2 separate regions of the Mus musculus genome follow, and region 1 is linked to region 2. The links are chromatin contacts, called in public HiChIP or PLAC-seq maps. All regions are on one chromosome and are shown on one strand. Each heading gives the region's core, a stretch centred on a gene start, on an enhancer-like site or on the middle of the called end of the contact. The rest is flanking DNA. Distances are from core to core; before and after follow the strand shown.

What was found. HiChIP or PLAC-seq counts read pairs in DNA pulled down with a chosen protein or histone mark.
Region 1: a contact with region 2 is called in an H3K27ac HiChIP or PLAC-seq map of embryonic stem cells, with 48 read pairs. The contact joins the enhancer-like site here to the promoter of Birc3 in region 2. A contact is called at or near these places in 1 of 39 promoter capture datasets (erythroid cells), 1 of 15 datasets of contacts at CTCF or cohesin (CD8 T cells), 5 of 484 Hi-C or Micro-C datasets (all in embryonic stem cells), 5 of 115 datasets of contacts at active chromatin or transcription factors (embryonic forebrain, embryonic stem cells, intestinal crypt epithelium and 1 more) and 3 of 9 other capture datasets (adipose tissue, liver and pancreatic islet).

What each region holds. Positions count from the first base shown.
Region 1 is chr9:7,912,198-7,915,808 of GRCm38.p6, forward strand. No RefSeq gene overlaps it. Among named protein-coding and RNA genes, the nearest start is that of Birc3, 41 kb to the left of the region's middle. Within about 2 kb of position 2,059, at least 158 of the 459 cell types and tissues checked have an H3K27ac peak or open chromatin away from gene starts, as enhancers often do. A contact at or near this core is called in embryonic stem cells, intestinal villus epithelium and liver, where this site is marked.
Region 2 is chr9:7,871,915-7,875,305 of GRCm38.p6, forward strand. Birc3 (baculoviral IAP repeat-containing 3) reads right to left here and starts at 1,256. Exons shown (of 9, transcript NM_007464.3): 1 at 909-1,256.

The DNA of each region.
Region 1 (3,611 bases), core at 809-3,308, 41 kb after region 2:
ACTTTCATGGTGAGAATCTAGAGGGACCGCTGGCCTTTCCTGTCTATCAAGTCTCTATCAAGACTAGCCAAGTGATTTCCAAAAGTGTGAGACAGTAGCCAACTTCTTGGTTTTCAGATGTTTGGTTCTGATCTTGCCTTTGACAACTTGGCTAAAGTTAAATTTGATTTTTGGCAACTACCCCACTGTCTTAGTTAGGGTTTTACTGCTGTGAACAGACATCGTGACCAAGGCAAGTCTTATAAAAAACAACATTTAATTGGGGTTGGCTTACAGATTCAGAGGTTCAGTCCATTACCATCAAGGTGGGAGCTTGGCAGTAACCAGGTAGGCATGGCTCAGGCAGAGCTGAGAGTTCTACATCTTCATCCAAAGACTGCTAGTGGAAGACTGACTTCCAGGCACCTAGGGTGAGGATCTTATGCCCACACCCACAGTGACACACCTACTCCAACCAGGTCACACCTATTCCAACAAGGCCACACCTCCAAATGGTGCCACTCCCTGGCCCAAGAATATACAAACCACACCCACTCTCTCTTTGAAAAAAATTCATTTCAATGCCTGGGACATCGGCTCCATAGTCAGTTAGTGTAAATGAGCTAAAAAATTGTATCACTTGTGTGTAAATTAGAGAAATTATTTTTTCTCATTCACTCTACAACAAAAGGTGCTAAAAACCCAACAAAGAGAACCAAGAAGATGGCTTAACCAGGAAAACATCATAATAGCATGAGCACATGAGTAAACAGTCAGGTTTAATGGTGTGTATCTGAAACTTCAGTGCTGGGGAGTGGGGACAGAGGCAGATCCCAGAGCTCTTTGGCCAGCTGGCCTTGCCAAATCTGAGCTTCAGGTTCCATGTACACATCTGCACTCACTGACCAATGGATTTAAATGGGAACAAAAGTATTAATTATTAGCTAATCCTGAAAACGGCTGTTTCAAAAGCAGCATGTGAGGGTGTATGGTGCATCATTGAAGTAAGAGCATCTCAACTCACCTATCATCTAACAGAATGCCCAGGAGAGGCCTAACTATGCTAGCTTGCTTAGGGCTTCTAATCCAAGCCAGCCTGCTAGTCCAGGCCTGTGGCAGCTTCCTACTGCAAAGTCTGATAACACTTCCCATGGCCTCCTAGCTTTCTGAGCCTAGGAACACGACAAGCTGAAGAGAGTGGGGGAAAAAAAGTCTACAAATGGGGTAGTTCAAGGAAGAAAGTATAAAGATTTTTGTTTATGCTAAGAACTAAGGTTTACTTTTGGATTTAACATCTTAAGGTTATAGAGGAGCCATTAAAGCCAAACTCAGTCCTCAATATAGGGGAGAACTGACCATCTCATTAGTATCTGAGAATTTAGAATTATATAGTCTTACCTCAAATTTTTCCATTTGCTTTTTGAGATGCCAGAGGAAGTCATGTGACTCTTAGGTAGTATGCTAATGACTGTTTTATTTAGTACGGGGTGGGGGCTGTGGGGGTGGGGGGAGGATATCACATTACTTTAAAAATGCCAGATTCCGGGCTATGTTTTTGTGGTTTTATAAAGTAGGTAGTAGTCTTAGTAGCTGGATCAGGCCTTGCATATCCATATGACATCTAAGCAGGGAGATCTCAAAAACCTTCCTTAAAATCAGACCCTCTAAGACCCTCAGAGACCTCTTTCTGCTTCAGAATAACAATCCACAGTAAACGGTATTTACCATGCTTGTTTGCAAGGAGACCCAAACACACACACACACACACACACACACACACACACACACACACACACGCGCGCGCGCGCGCGCGCGCGCGCGATTCAGGCAAGTGGGTGGTTCCTGTTTGCATTCCCAGCATTTGAATTGGGATTGTCATGACTCTGATACAATGTGAATTGTCTTAATGAAATGAAACAAGATAAAGCTCTATGGCCCACATGCTATTATTTAGGTAGGTCTTTGTTCACAATCAGGCCTTTTCCAACTTCATTGTCTTCTTGATTCTTCATGGAAGGGCTTCTGTGTCAATTTGAGAACGGATTAGGCACAGGTTGGGGCGCGGCCAGAGTTCCCGCACCCTCCCATCAGTCCTGCCAGTTGCTTCCTCTAGGTGTACTTGTCTGACTCCTTACTGGACAGTAAGCCTGTGTAGTTTTCTGGCTGTTCGATCCGCAATTTTGGAAACAAGTGGATCCTTTGAGCCAATTGTTGATTCTGGAAGTATGTGGAAAAAAATAAACTAGCACTAATAAGTACCTGGCAGGGCTATGCATAAAGACAAACTAGATTATTTTTTCAGTCATCAAACAGCTGCACAAGGTAAGGATCAAATTAACCTCATTCTATGCGCAAGGGACACAAAAGCGGAATTACAGAAGTCTCAGGTCATTACTATGCCCTTCCCATAGCCAGGAGGAGCTCTACCGAGCTGGCCAGACGACTGGGCTGCTGAGGCCCTGCGCATGCGTAGTGCACAGGATTCCCCACCCCCCCTTCCCCCGGCACTTCAGGATGCCCCGCCCATACAGAACAGGGCCGCAGAGCAGAGCCTCCCGCAGGAAGGATTGACACAGAAGTCTTGCCCAGGCATACGGGAAATGCTATGAGAAACCAGGAAACTAGTCACAGTAGCCAGGAGGCATGGCAAAAAGTCACCCATAAATCTGAGCATGACTGTTTCCTCTCTATAGATGCCAAGCTGACAGACCTAGGTGCTGGAAGTGACTTCTCACTTATGGCAGAGGATGACTGTAAAACTCTAACCTTCCAGGGCAAGTTTTTTTTTTTTTTTTTTTTCCCTAGAATATTCACATGAGGTTTATTGAGAGAAAGAAGGGCAAGGTGGCAGTAGAAAGAGAGGAGGGGGGAGAGAGATCAAGGGAACATTTCTTTATAAATGGATGGTGAAATAGTCACAGGTAAAGGTGGGAGGTGAGGCAAGTGAATTCTGGGAATATGGTGGCTGTTGCCTTGACAACAGGTGTGTGGGTTGCGCCTATGCGATGTCACGGGTTTCGGAGGTCCTTAGAACAACATACCTCCTTTTTATTATTATAAAGAGAAGGCCGGGCAGGAAAAACCAAAAAGAAAAAAAAGATAAAGAGAAGAAAAGAAAGGGGGGGGGATGAGGGCGTCGCGTCTCTTAAGCTGCTTCCTGATGTCTAGGGGCGTCGTCAATTTTGGGGTGTAGCTGACTTTCACCATCGGGATCCACTTGGTAAACATTCACATCAGGTTCCTCTGTGGACAGAGTATCTTCTGTAGGCAGCAGCTGGTAATCCTGTAATAAGAGCTGATTAATAGTTTGATTAGAATTTTTTTGTATTTGTTGTTGGAGGAATGTAGAAACAAGATTAATGAGGCAGGGAGTGGATAAAAACACCAGGAGGATGACTAGAAAAGGCATTACAAAAGGAAGGATCCACTCCCATAGACGGTTTTTTAAAATCCCAGAACTGGAGGTCTCAGGTTGCCTTAAGTTTTTTGTTTTTGTTTTTTGATTTTTTTTTTTTTGAGATTTATTTATTTAGTTTATGTGAGTACACCGTAGCTGTTTTCAGACACACCACAAGAGGGCATCTGATCCCATTACAGATGGTTGTGAGCCACCATGTGGTTGCTGGGAATTG
Region 2 (3,391 bases), core at 6-2,505:
CCCTGGAGGCAGAGGTGGGTAGACGTCAGTGTTTCCTTGAGTTCAAAGCCAGCCTGTTTACTTATCCAGTTCCAGCCCAACCAGTGCTCCATAGTGAGACTAAGAAAAGCCACTCGTGCCTCAGTTTCCTAGGTGCGAAAAGGGGATAGTAATGGCACCTGCTTTTTACAACGGATGATCAGAACCTGGCTTGGGGCAGACAGAAACGACTCCAGAGATTTACCGGCTAGATTAAGAGCACTGCTGAGAAATTGAGTACAGTGACTCAGGCCTATAATCCCAGCACTGAAGGGGTTAAGGCAGGAGGATTTTTCCGAAGTTCAAAGCCCCAGTCAGCTATAGTGTGAAATGGTCTCTGACACACCCATCACTCCTTTAATCCAAGCACTTGGAAGGCAGAGGTAGGCAGATTTCTAAGTTCGAGGCCAGCCTGGTCTACAGAATGAGTTCCAGGACAGCCAGAGCTACACAGAGAAACCCTGTCTCGAAACACCCCCCCCCCCCCAAAAAAAAAGAAAGAGCTGTAGTGTTTTCCTGAGCTGGCCACCAAGAAAACAACCATGAGCTTTCCACAAGCTCATCCTTAGACGCCAGAGTTCTCACTGTGTCAAGTCTCCCAGATGCCTCCCGCAGCAGCCTAATTAAAATGCAACTTCTCGGCACCTACGCCTCACTCAGAAAGTCAGAGACCGGAAAAGACTCAGAAAGTCGAGCTCCCGCAAGCGGGGAGGGGGTGGGGGGAGGGGGGGCAGCCAGGGTCAGCGTGGCCAACCTGTAGGTCGCCCTCCCGCAGGACCACCGATGCATAGAAACGGGTTTTGCAGGTTCTCCTTCGGATCTAGTCACCCCGGTGATCCTCGAGCCACTACGGGGACCCTGGCTGGATCCCCACGCGCGCGCGTACTCACCGCAGCCCACTTCCTAGGCTCTGAACGCCAGCAATGACCTCTGATCTCCGGGGGTGGCACCCTCGCCTGGCCTGTGGGGTGTGGCTGGGTGGCGCGATACCTTTAAATCGTCCCCAGCTAGGCCTTAGCCACTGCCCCCACCCTGCCCGGCTCAGGGCTGCTCAGACCTGCGGTGCTTTCCTCCAGGGCTCCGGGGAACTCCAGGGTGAAAACCAGACGCACTTCCTCCTCACCCTTGGTGGCCACCCTGGCTGGGGATTTCCGTGGCTCTTCTGTGCGTGACTTCCTGGACCCAGCTCCTCTTCGTGTCATTTACTGAAAGTTTTTACTTGAAGGCTCTTGGCTCTTACAAAACATTGAAAACAGATGTGCAGCCTGTGAGTTCCGCCTTAAGAGGCCTATCCCCACCCCACCCTCACCGCGCTTCCCTCCTGCAGCCTCCAAGTCCTTCACTGTAAAAAAAGAGCCACAACTGTCCGGAATATAACTGCTAAGTTAAAAAAGTAAGACGTTAGGAGGAAAAAAACCCGAGTAACTCTGTAAAAGTCTCTGGTTTCACTTTTTGTTTTTATCAAGAAAGAGAGCTGAAAGGAACATTTGTTAAAAACAAACAAACAAACAAAACAAAACACGTATGGATCTCAATTTCAGGTTATTTTTATTATTTCAAAGATCAGAACTACAGCTGCGGGTAGCAGCAAATGCCTTTAATCCCAGCACTCAGAAGGCCGAGGCAGGAGGATCTCTGTGAGTTCCAGGCCAGCCTGGGCTACATAGTAAGACTTTGTTTTTTAAAAATGCTAGAACCACACTGATTCTTGTATTTGAAAGGTGTGATTGTGGGCCGGAGACGTGGCTAAGCAATTAAAAGTACTTGCTGCTCTGGTAGAGGACCAAGGTTCTGCTCCCAGCATTCACAAGATGGCTCACAGACATCTGTAACTCCAGTTCCAGGAGATCCATTGCGGCCTTCTGGCCTCTTCAGGCACTGCACCTGTATTCGCACAGGCGTGAGGCAAAACACCTGTACACATATTTAATATATAAATACGTTTTAAAAAATATTTTGAAAGGGTTAGAGAGATGGCTCAGCAGTTAAGAGCACTGACTGCTCTTCCAAAGGCCTGAGTTCAAATCCCAGCAACCACATGGCTTACAACCCTCTGTAATAAAATCTGACTCCCTCTGCTGGTGTGTCTGAAGATAGCTACAGTGCACTTACATATAATAATAAATCTTTAAAAATATGTTTTTTTAAAAGTCTGGGGTTTTTGTTTTGTTTTGTTTTTTTTGTCCTGATCTGTTTTAGTGGTTTTTTTTTTCTTGTATTTTTGTTTAGTTTTTCCTTGTCAAATTTTGTTTTATAAACAGGATGAATAAATCTAGAAAAACAAAATTCCTTCTTTTAGCTTTTTCTCTTTCAAGGGAAGGTGCTTAGCTATATCAATGTTCTTGTAAAAACTTGACTCTTGCCAGGCAGTGGTGATGCATGCCTTTAATCCCAGCACTCAGGAGGCAGAGGTAGATGGATATTTGTGAGTTCTAGGCTAGCCTGATCTACAGAGTGAGTTCCAGGACAGCCAGGCTACACAGAGAAACTTTGTCTGCTTTCCTCCATCTTCAGCCAATTAGCATCAGACTTAAGGAGACATAATCTAGCGGTGAGAAACCTGCCCTGGTCAATCTAGAGATAAAATGCCTTATTGTGGGCTCAGCTGAGAGGGACCACAGTTCCAACAGGAGCTCTAGTAGAAGAACTTCGTTTGTGATCATATAGAGATTTCCACCTACTTTCAAGCCTCTATCTGAGAGCAGAATCACACCTGTGAGAGCAACAGACTCCCTTGCAACATTTGCACAATTTTACTGTGGGCCTTTATTATTAGTAGCATTAGCATTAGCATTAGCATTAGTATTATTAAGCAAGTTGTAGAGCCAAGCCAGTGATGTGGAACTTGAGAAGCTGGAGCAGTGGACAGCCTCCAACTGAGCCTGGAACAGAGTTAGACTATGCCTGAAAATAGATAGTACTTAAGATCCATTACTTTCAGCCAGGCAGTGGTGGTGCACGCCTGTAACCCCAGCACTTGGGAGGCAGAGACAGGTGGATCTCTGAGTTCGAGGCCAGCCTGGTCTACAGAGTGAGTTCCAGGACAGCCAGGACTGCACAGAGAAACCCTGTCTCGAAAAACAAAACAAACAAAAAAACAAAACAAAACAAAAGATCCATTACTTTCTGGATAAACTCTAATGTATATGAGCAGGGACAGTATATCTCTTGTTAGATGCTTTATTCTAGCATCAACAGGGTACCTGTACATAATAGCTGCTGAGCATCTTGATATCTTGATTAATAAATTGAGCTAACCAATCTTCTGGGTTTTCTCCATTCTCGACCTGCATTTAAACCTTCAGTAGTAGCTCACTAAATAGCCATCTAAAAATATTATTAATTTATTTTCAAGTTATGTGTATTGTGTGTT